2 separate regions of the Triticum aestivum genome follow, and region 1 is linked to region 2. Evidence: chromatin contacts called from public Hi-C data. All regions are on one chromosome and are shown on one strand. The core of a region is the stretch at or near the end of the contact, and the rest is flanking DNA. Distances in the headings are between cores, read along the strand shown.

Region 1 (4,531 bases), core at 577-3,076, 310 kb before region 2:
CATCTGATTTACTTTCACTAAATGATGAGATCTACAAACAGTTCAAAAGAATTACAAAAATTAGCAACCAGACCGGCACTTTAAGCCAAAAGTATAAGCCCTTGTGTTCAAGGCACACAAATTATAGTTGAAAACAGTGATGCCCCATGCTATCTACATATTCATGCGGTGATTACACGTTGGTATAGACCAACGACAACAGATACTTCAGTTCCTTCCAACACAATATTTTGATCAGTCTCCTAGGATGTAAAATCCAATAATGAGCAATGAAGAGTAATCCATATACTCAAATGATTATTGAATCCTCCCAGCACTGTAATGCCATATCATTTCACACTGTTGCATCTATAGATAAGAACTTGATCAGTTATCATCTAAAGGACCGGCGCACATAAAGGACGCTGACTCAAGCAGCAGCCAAGGACAAGAGACCGCTCATCAGGGAAGGAAAAATGGCAAGGCTCCTTCAAATGGGTATATGGACAGATGCTCCGTACCACCCCCACGTTCCCAGCAAACTCACGGACATCCATCTAATACGACACAAACCGAGGCGCCAACCCATCGGCCCGGCCATTATTCTCCCTTGTACAAAATACAGATAGGCCGGAGCCGTGCCATTTGAACAAAATACAGCTGGGAGAGCCGGGCATCCGCGTGCCGCGAATTAAAGCATCTCGCCGGCCGGCCAGTCGGCTGTCGGCCCCTCCTCCCCTGAGCGCGCGCGGCGACAAGGTCGCCTCTGTAGCACGCCGATGCAGACACTGTTGTTTCACACTCCGCACTAGTAGCCGATCCTCGCCGCGGCTAGCGAAAAGCCAGCTACAGTCCAAGCAAGGCATCTCTCTCTCTTTATCCGACACAAGCGACAGATAGCCCCGGCTGCAAGAAAATCTCCGCCGCAGATCGCGACGATGTGCGGCTGCCGATGCGCGCTCGCGGGGGGCGCCGGGGAGCACGGGGTCGCTTTACAGTTCAACTGTTCCGATCCGAGCGACGCGGAAATACCAACTCGTTTTGGTAATGAGAAGAAAAAAAAGACCTACGAAATCGCTGGGGAAACTAAAAATAGTTGAATCGCCGGCCAGATGAAATGCGCTGCGCCCTCCGGAACGAACCGCTCGATGTTTCGCTACTGGTGCGAGTTGTGTGGAAGCTATCTATGTAAGCAATGGGATCATGGTAGCGTAGCGGACGGGAAACGGAGGGGGCGGAGATGGTACGAGACCTTGAGATGGACGAATCCGATGGGCCGCTCCCCGGCGCCGCGGTCCGCGCCCCCGATCACCCTGACGCCCGCGCCCACGGCGAGCTCGGCCGGCGGCGGCGGCGGCGTCTCCTCCGCCGCGACGCGGCGGCGGATCTTCGAGTAGGCGAGCACGCCGCCGCGGATCGCGAACCAGCGCGGGCGCCAGCCCCTGCCGATGTTGGTCCACTTGTGCAGCACCCCCGCCACCGCCGCTCCGTCCGCGGGCGGCGGGGAGCAGTCCCCGTCGTCGTCCTCGGCGGCGCCGCCGCCCCCGGGGCAGTAGTCCGCTGCGAGGCAGCAGAGCGGGTGCATCTCCCTGGCCCGCATCGTCGCCTCCGCCCGCTCTCACGGCGCTGGCGTCCCCATCTGGACTTGTTTATTGGCCGCTCCGCCTATAGAAGCGCCTCCACGCGGTGGGTCGATTGGATTCGTTCGATTGCGGTGGCGAGCAGAGCTGCGGAGGCTGGCGAGGTGGGTTGAGATGGGAATGGGAGGGAGGGAGGAGACTCTGATGCGCGCGGCGCAGGCGCAGAGCCTTGTGCTTAACGCTCACTTCTGCTGCTTCCCTTTTGGAGCGGCATCTTTGAGCGCGCGATCCTTCCATCCTCGTGTCCCTCTCCCGCCGGCTCCCGAGCCCGGACGCGTGCCCTGTGCGTGGTTGGTCGAGTCAGGTCGACCGGAGCGAGCATCGTGTTCGTGCCGCGGTGCGCGTGTCGACGGGCGATCGTGCGCCTTGCGTTGCGCGGTCGCGTGTCATCGCGTTCCACGGTAGGCTCGCTTGACAGTACTCTAGATGTCAATGTGCTTTCCCCATCGTTAATTGCGCTTAACAGGAGCCCGAGCACTGTGTATCTTTGGCAACTCAGCTACATACTCCTGTTGCTAATTAGTAGTGGTCCATGCTTTGCTGGTTTCCGCGATCGGTCGAACCTTCCTTGGACCAGGCGTCATCCTCCAGCACCGTGGCTACGATGACGGACCAGCGGCATGCGTCTCCTGTCGCGGACCAACGACGCGCATGAGCGTTCCGACCCCATGTCTTGTACCAGTGGCTATAGCTAGCTCCAACCTGGTGGATCGACAGACATGGCAACCGCCCCGGCCTAACCGGAAACCCAATACATCCGCACGTGCACCGACAAGACCTGTATCCACGAGATATCGCACGAACGATCGATCGAATAGGCCGCCGGACTCCCTCTCCCCCACGATGGCGGGCTAGCTGGCTGAACAAATCACTCGCTGCGTTTATCTGATTATCTCTTTTTGTGGCTAGCGACTGAAACTGGGCCGGCCAATTTTTCCGGTATTCACAACCTTCTAGAATAGTTCTTCGCTGGTTGTTAACCGGTTTTGGGAACCTTGCAAAAGGTTCTGGTCCAGTTTGTTTCCTTTTTCCCTCTTTTTTTGCTTTTTGAAATTTTCATTTTCTTCTAAGTTTTCATCAATTTTTACAAATATTCAAGTTTATTGAGAAAATGTTTGGAAAATTTAAAAAATATGTTTACACCTTCTTAGAAATGTTCGCAATTAAAAAACCCCAAATGATAAATGTCACACGCCAGGTGCGTGACACTCCGGCCCCGGCGTTTTTAGAAATGTTCACAATTTTTCGATGGATATTCTCATATTCTAGTCACACGAGGTTGGCAATTTCCAGTGACATACGGTAAACTTCTGTCAAAACTAAATTGAAGCACGAAAGGTGCATGCTTGTCAACTAAAATTGTCTTCCCTGCATAACTAAACTTGCCATCGAAAACATTTGGAGTTGCCATGTGCTCGTACCTGACTTCTGGCACCTATCAGGGTCCTTAAAAAATGCATTCCTTAAAAATTGTTCAGTAATTTGAAGAAATGTACTCCTTCCGCTCCTAAATATAAGTCTTTGTACAGATTTCACTATGGATTACATACAGAGCAAAATGAGTGAATCTATACTCCAAAATGCATCTATATACATCCGTATGTGGTCCATAGTGAAATCTCTACAAAGACTTATATTTAGAAACGGAGGGAGTATGTGTTTAAAATTGTTCACATTTTAAGAAAAATGTTTACAAAATTCAAAAAAGTTTTCAAAAATAAAAAATGTCTTTATTCTCGAAAACCTAAATTAAAAATCAAAATAATTCATCAATCATAAAGAAATCATTTACACAATATGCTGAGGTTGAGATAAAAAAAACAATCATCCCTTATAACTATCGAAGATTGTTGAACAAGCTAATTCTGAAGGAAATATGCCCTAGAGGCAATAATAAAGTTGTTATTTCATATTTCCTTATTCATGATAAACGTTTATTATTCATGCTAGAATTGTATTGATTGAAAACCTTAATACATGTGTGAATACATAAACAAACGTAGTGTCCCTAGTAAGCCTCTACTAGACTAGCTCGTTGATCAAAGATGGTTAAGGTTTCCTAACCATGGACATGAGTTGTCATTTGATAACGGGATCACATCATTAGGAGAATGATGTGATGGAAAAGAACCATCTGTTAGCTTAGCATAATGATCGTTCAGTTTTATTGCTATTGCTTTCTTCATGTTAAATACATATTCCTTCGACTATGAGATTATGCAACCCCCGGATACCAGAGGAATGCCTTGTGTGCTATCAAACGTCACAACGTAACTGGGTGATTATAAAGATGCTCTACAGGTATCTCTGAAGGTGTCTGTTAAGTTGGCATAGATCAAGATATGATTTGTCACTCCGAGTATCGGAGAGGTATCTCTGGGCCCCCTCGGTAATACACACCATAAGCTTGCAAGCAAACAACTAAAGAGTTAGTCACGAGATAATGTATTACGGAACGAGTAAAGAGACTTTCCGGTAACGAGATTGAACTAGGTATGAAGATACCGATGATCGAATCTCGGGCAAGTAACATACCGATGGACAAATGGAATTACGTATGTTGTCATAACGGTTCGACTGATAAAGATCTTCATAGAATATGTAGGAGCCAATATGAGCATCCAGGTTCTGCTATTGGTTATTGACCGGAGAGGTGTCTCGGTCATGTCTACATAGTTCTCTAACCCGTAGGGTCCGCGCGCTTAACGTTCGATGACGATATAGTATTATATGAATTATGTGATTTGGTGACCGAATGTTGTTCGGAGTCCTGGATGAGATCACGGACATGACGAGGAGTCTTGAAATGGTCGAGAGGTAAAGATTGATATATAGGACGATGGTATTCGAACACCGGAAGTGTTCCGGAGGTTCCGGGTACATATCCGGTCACCGGAAGGGGTTCCAGGCAC
Region 2 (5,089 bases), core at 489-2,988:
GGATGCATGTGCTACAAAATAGTTTTAGTGGACGATGATGTGGGCATGTGGCAGAATTGGTGATCTCAAGGGCTGCATGTTGAGATTTTTAAAATTAATTTTGGTCAATTTTGTATGAATGAAATGACCTAAATCAAAAAATATTTTTTTAAATAATTGTGTGTGAACAGAGAGTATGCATGCATACCAGATCATTGAAGATGGAGCAATTAAATTGGAGTATGCATGTGCTACCAAATAGTTTTAGTGGATGATGATGCGGCACAATTGATGATATGGAGGGTTGTATGTTCAGAGAATTACAGTTAATGGGATCAACTATTTAGGTATTGTAGATGAGTTTTTGGTGACAACTCAAAGAACTCCAAAAGCAACCAAAATGAAGAGAAACTAGCCAATGCCCTCACTGTCATGGTCCTCCTCCAAAGGCCAGGTACCGTTGTTTGATGTCCACGAGGGCTAAAGTCGTGACCTCCGTTGGCATGAACTATGATGGCAGCACCCTAGCCCAACCATAGCAACAAGTGAAGTTGAGACCACCGTCAATTTCATATTTATCCAACACACAACTAGCCTTATCAGAGACACCAGCCAATTTTTTCTGTTTTTTCTTCACGACCTTTCCCCCGCCTGATCCTCCGCCCAGCCATCTGCTCTTCGATGCTCACCACAAAAAAATTAATTTGTTCTCAAATTTGAGAATAAAGTGCCCGCCTGCTGTGTGATGGCCTCAACATGCAGCAGCTGTGAGAGAGCTCGAGGGCCACAAGTCGCCTTGGGAGAGCTCCGCCCATATCGCATGGGACTCGAGGGCGAACTCATCCCCGTTCCCTAGACGTGATTGAGTTCTACTCGTTCGCCGTCGATCTGGTGTGACTCAACGGCGGATTCATCCCTGCGCCCTAGACGTGGACGAGCTTCGGCTGCAAAGCCATACTCGCCTCACGGTTCGATTCGGACGACTTGTCGTCAACGAACCTGCACGCCATGCTTCATTTTCTTTATCCGTCTTTTCTCTGAAGGAGCACGACATATCTGCTCAGACACCCGAAGCTTGCAGAAGAAGTACCTCTCTCTGCAAGGCACCTGCCCTGGCAGCACAATGGCATCCGAACCTAGCTGGCCTGCAGGGCGGCACATTTGGCCTTCCTGTTGGCCATGCTCTAAGTGGGTGAGACGATCTCCAGGGATTGCATGATTGCGCTAGTGGTCTTTGGCCCCAAAATATGCATGATTGCGTCGGTGGTTGAAAAAAAACATGAAGCCATGTCGCAAAATGGGAAATATCAATATAAATCTGGCCAAAGAGAAGCAAATATGCAAGGCTACCAAACACTCTTGCCACTTGACAGTGAAAGGAAAAAAATGCAAAATAAACTATTCTGGTGAGAATTTGCAAGGCTACAGTATTTTTAAAAAAACAAAGTTCAGAAAATTTGCACAAAATTTTACTCCTGGCATTTGATTCCCTCTCGAACTCGAGTAACGCTACACGTACAAAAGAGTTACAAGGTTTTACAAAGAGGGTTAACTTGATTGGTCAATAGGTGAAGAACATGGTCCACCCCCCTGAAAATCAGGAAGGAGGGCAAATTTATGATTGGTTACTAGATGAAAGAGCCTGTAAAATCCTGTATTTTTTTGTATGTCTAGCATTTTTCTCGAACTCCCACGTTCGAAAAAGCAGCTAAAAACGGTTGGTGAGGCGTAGAAGAGCCCGCTTCCCTCCAAATCGCCGATACCCACATGAACGAAACCAACAGAGACGGGATCGCACACGGCTCCTCGACGGAAAAAAGACCAGCGGAGGCACGGCGAATCCAAGCCAATTCCGGCTCCCAGCTCCGCAAGCCTCTTTGCTCTCTCCTGCCCGCCTCCATGCCGTCGCCCTCGCTCCGCCTCGCCGTCGTCGGCGCGGGCGCGGCCGGCCTGGCGGCGGCACGGGAGCTCCGCCGCGAGGGCCACGCCCCCGTCGTCTTCGAGCGCGCCGCCGCCGTGGGGGGCACCTGGCTCTACGCCTCCCCCGCCCCCGCAGCCGCCGCCGACCCGCTCGGCGCCGCCGCCACCCACTCCAGCCTCTACGCTTCGCTCCGCACCAACCTCCCCCGCGAGGTCATGGGCTTCCTCGACTTCCCCTTCACCGCGGCGCGCGGCTCCGTCGTCGACGCGCGCAGGTTCCCCGGCCACCAGGAGGTGCTTCGGTACCTCGAGGACTTCACGCAGCGGTTCGACCTTTACGGGCTCGTCCGGTTCCAGACGGAGGTGGTCGGGGTCCGGAGGGAGGCCGGCGGGAGGTGGGCGGTGACGTCGAGGAAGCTCGGGGAGAAGGGGGAGCAGGACGAGGAGCTGTATGATGCCGTCGTGGTTTGCAATGGCCATTATTCAGAGCCTCGCGTCGCCTCCATACCTGGTAATGATTCTCCGCTCAACCAACTCGTAATTGGGCAGAAGAAATAGTTTGTTGAACCCTGGTTCAGGCTCAGCACACGGTAAAAACCAACAAATTATACTTCTAAAATCGAGAAGAAAAGAAATCTTGACATTGTACATGTTGTGTCTTTTGTATGCATGCAAATTTTCATGAAGAAATGACACGGTTCGTGCTCCGTGAGAAGAAGAAAAAACTGATTTCGAGCAGGGTAGGTAGTGATCGTAACAAGAAAATCTGCATGTGGTACAGATCTCGAGCATGCTTTAAGAAAAGGGATTTAGGATACTCTGCATGTTGTACAAATCTTGAGCAGAACAGAATCTGCATCCTACGATCTAGAGACAAGAACCAGCTGATTCAGGGTTTAGCAAATTTGATTTTGAACTCTTAAGCTTGATGAATTCTTGAAAGATGCCTGTCTGATGTTTTTTTTGGACAATTCTCGTCCAGTGTTTCGTTACAAACTTGTAATTTTATGGTCATCAGATCCACCAACAATTGTGAACTTGACAGGTGATCTGTACTTTCCAACATTGACAGGTGCAGATGCCTGGCCTGGAAAGCAGATGCATAGCCACAATTACCGTGTGCCTGAGCCATTCCTTGATCAAGTGAGTATGATTCTGACTATGATTTCTTCCCCACACATGAGTTGTCGTGCTAAACTATCTTGAACTTGAAGTACGGATTGCCTTGGTAGGTAGTGATCGTTATTGGGGCCTCGGCAAGTGCAGTTGACATTTCGAGGGACATTGCAAGCGTTGCGAAGGAGGTCCATATTGCCGATAGATCAGCGCCGACTTCCACTTGTGAACAGCAGCCTGAATATGACAACATGTGGCTTCATTCCATGGTAAATGCCTTTTTCCGTGGTGAGTTGAATATGGTGGCTTTATCCGTTAAAGGGGCTGCCATTACCTTGTTATAACAAAATTATGTTCTACTTGCAGATTGACCATGCACAGGGAGATGGCACTGTGGTGTTCCAGGATGGCAGCTCAATCAAAGCGGATGTCATCATGCACTGTACTGGGTATAGTCATGCAGCATATCTAAAACATATTTCTTGCACAAACCACCCTATTTTGCTACATTGGTTGAAGCTAATCATGTGTTCCCTGCCTTTGTATGTTGTCTAGCTACCTGTATGACTTCCCGTTTCTTGGGGATGATAGCACCATCACTGTGGATGACAACTGCGTTGATCCATTATACAAGCATGTTTTCCCTATAGAAGTGGCTCCTGATCTGTCTTTCATCGGAGTGCCGTGGAAGGTCAATTTGTGTCCAAATTTCTGCTGTTGTCTAGATGCACTTATAACTGCCTTGCATGCTCTAGCACCTAAAACTTGCTGGCCTCTGTTTCATCCAGGTTATCCCTTTTCCACTGGTTGAACTCCAAAGCAAATGGGTCGCCGGTATTCTATCTGGACGGATCAAGCTTCCATCGAAAGATGAAATGATGGAAGATGTCAAAGCCATCTACTCGAGACTGGAAACTCGTGGATGGCCCAAGAGATATACCCACAACTTCAGTGGTGGTTATCAGGTAGCCTAATGATGCATGTTAAGGGAGCTAGTTTTTTTTTTGAAATCATGTTAAGGGAGCTAGTTAACAAAGCTTTTCTTGGCGGAAAATGACATATTTCTGTGAATTGTGGGCGTCTTGCACTGTTGCACATCAACATTGTATATTAGAAACGACTATATCGGTTATCCCCTGCTAAGTGTGATTTGTTTGCAGTTCGAATACGATGATTGGCTCGCGGAGCAATGTGGCCATCCACCTATTGAAGAATGGAGGAAGCTGATGTATGCTGCTAATGCGAAGAATAAGGCTGCTCGTCCGGAAAGATACCGCGATGAGTGGGATGATGATGGTCTGGTGGCACTAGCAAATGAGGACTTCAAAAAATACTTCTAATCTATGTTGTGGACTGTGATTATCATTTTCATTGCCAGGACGCGGTGATAATCATTGCAGTAATTATTTTACAGGTAAATAATTCTGTAATTTGTACATGCAAGCTCAAAATTGGGATGTCCATGACCTTGAATCGATTGTGAATTACTTTTATCACCATCTGAGGATTCCATATTATCATTCAAGGCAATAAAAAAATTTTTTGCACCAGCCGGGAATCGAACCCGGGTCTGTACCGTGGCAGGGTACTATTCTACCACTAGACCACTGGTGCTTATCTATGCAATTAACCATTAGTCTATATCTCACAATGCTAATTTTAACTGAAGCTAGCTTATTCTCCTACTAGTACCACTGCATTTCAGTATGGGACCATTGAAGCCTCCCTACGCCGAGAGGTCAGAAGCTAATTCTGGAGGAGATAGATATGCCCTGGTGATTTTTCGATGAGATTGATAAAAAATATATAAAGGATAATCAACATCTCATCTTCATCATTGTTATAATGGAGATTGATAATTGATTTTTTTAGTTGGAGATTGATAATTGGTTGATTGGTATTATCTGCCATTAAATATCATTAGTTTTTTCATTTGTGAGTTCGACGTAATAATCGGTAAGTTTTTATCAAGTTAATATAGTACATTATAGCTTTACGCTCATTTTCAATAACGAAGGGCACTACCAATGTAGAAACCTTGATGTGATGCTTAGGAGAATTGGATAAAATAATA

Evidence for each region. A called contact is a pair of places that touch in the nucleus more often than the background predicts.
Region 1: a Hi-C map of leaf shows a contact between it and region 2, with 4 times the contacts expected there. The contact joins the promoter of LOC123181616 here to the promoter of LOC123181615 in region 2. A contact is called at or near these places in 4 of 5 Hi-C or Micro-C datasets (leaf and an unstated tissue).

Annotation. Positions count from the first base shown.
Region 1 is chr1D:301,887,675-301,892,205 of IWGSC CS RefSeq v2.1, reverse strand. LOC123181616 (oxysterol-binding protein-related protein 1B) reads right to left here and starts at 1,826. Exons shown (of 10, transcript XM_044593924.1): 1 at 1,232-1,826; 2 at 1-31. The coding sequence starts at 1,579.
Region 2 is chr1D:301,575,370-301,580,458 of IWGSC CS RefSeq v2.1, reverse strand. It overlaps LOC123181615 (flavin-containing monooxygenase FMO GS-OX-like 5), which reads left to right and starts at 1,738. Exons shown (of 8, transcript XR_006491784.1): 1 at 1,738-2,410; 2 at 2,945-3,042; 3 at 3,132-3,284; 4 at 3,382-3,464; 5 at 3,571-3,706; 6 at 3,804-3,980; 7 at 4,176-4,429. It overlaps TRNAG-GCC (transfer RNA glycine (anticodon GCC)), which reads right to left and starts at 4,629; the gene lies at 4,559-4,629.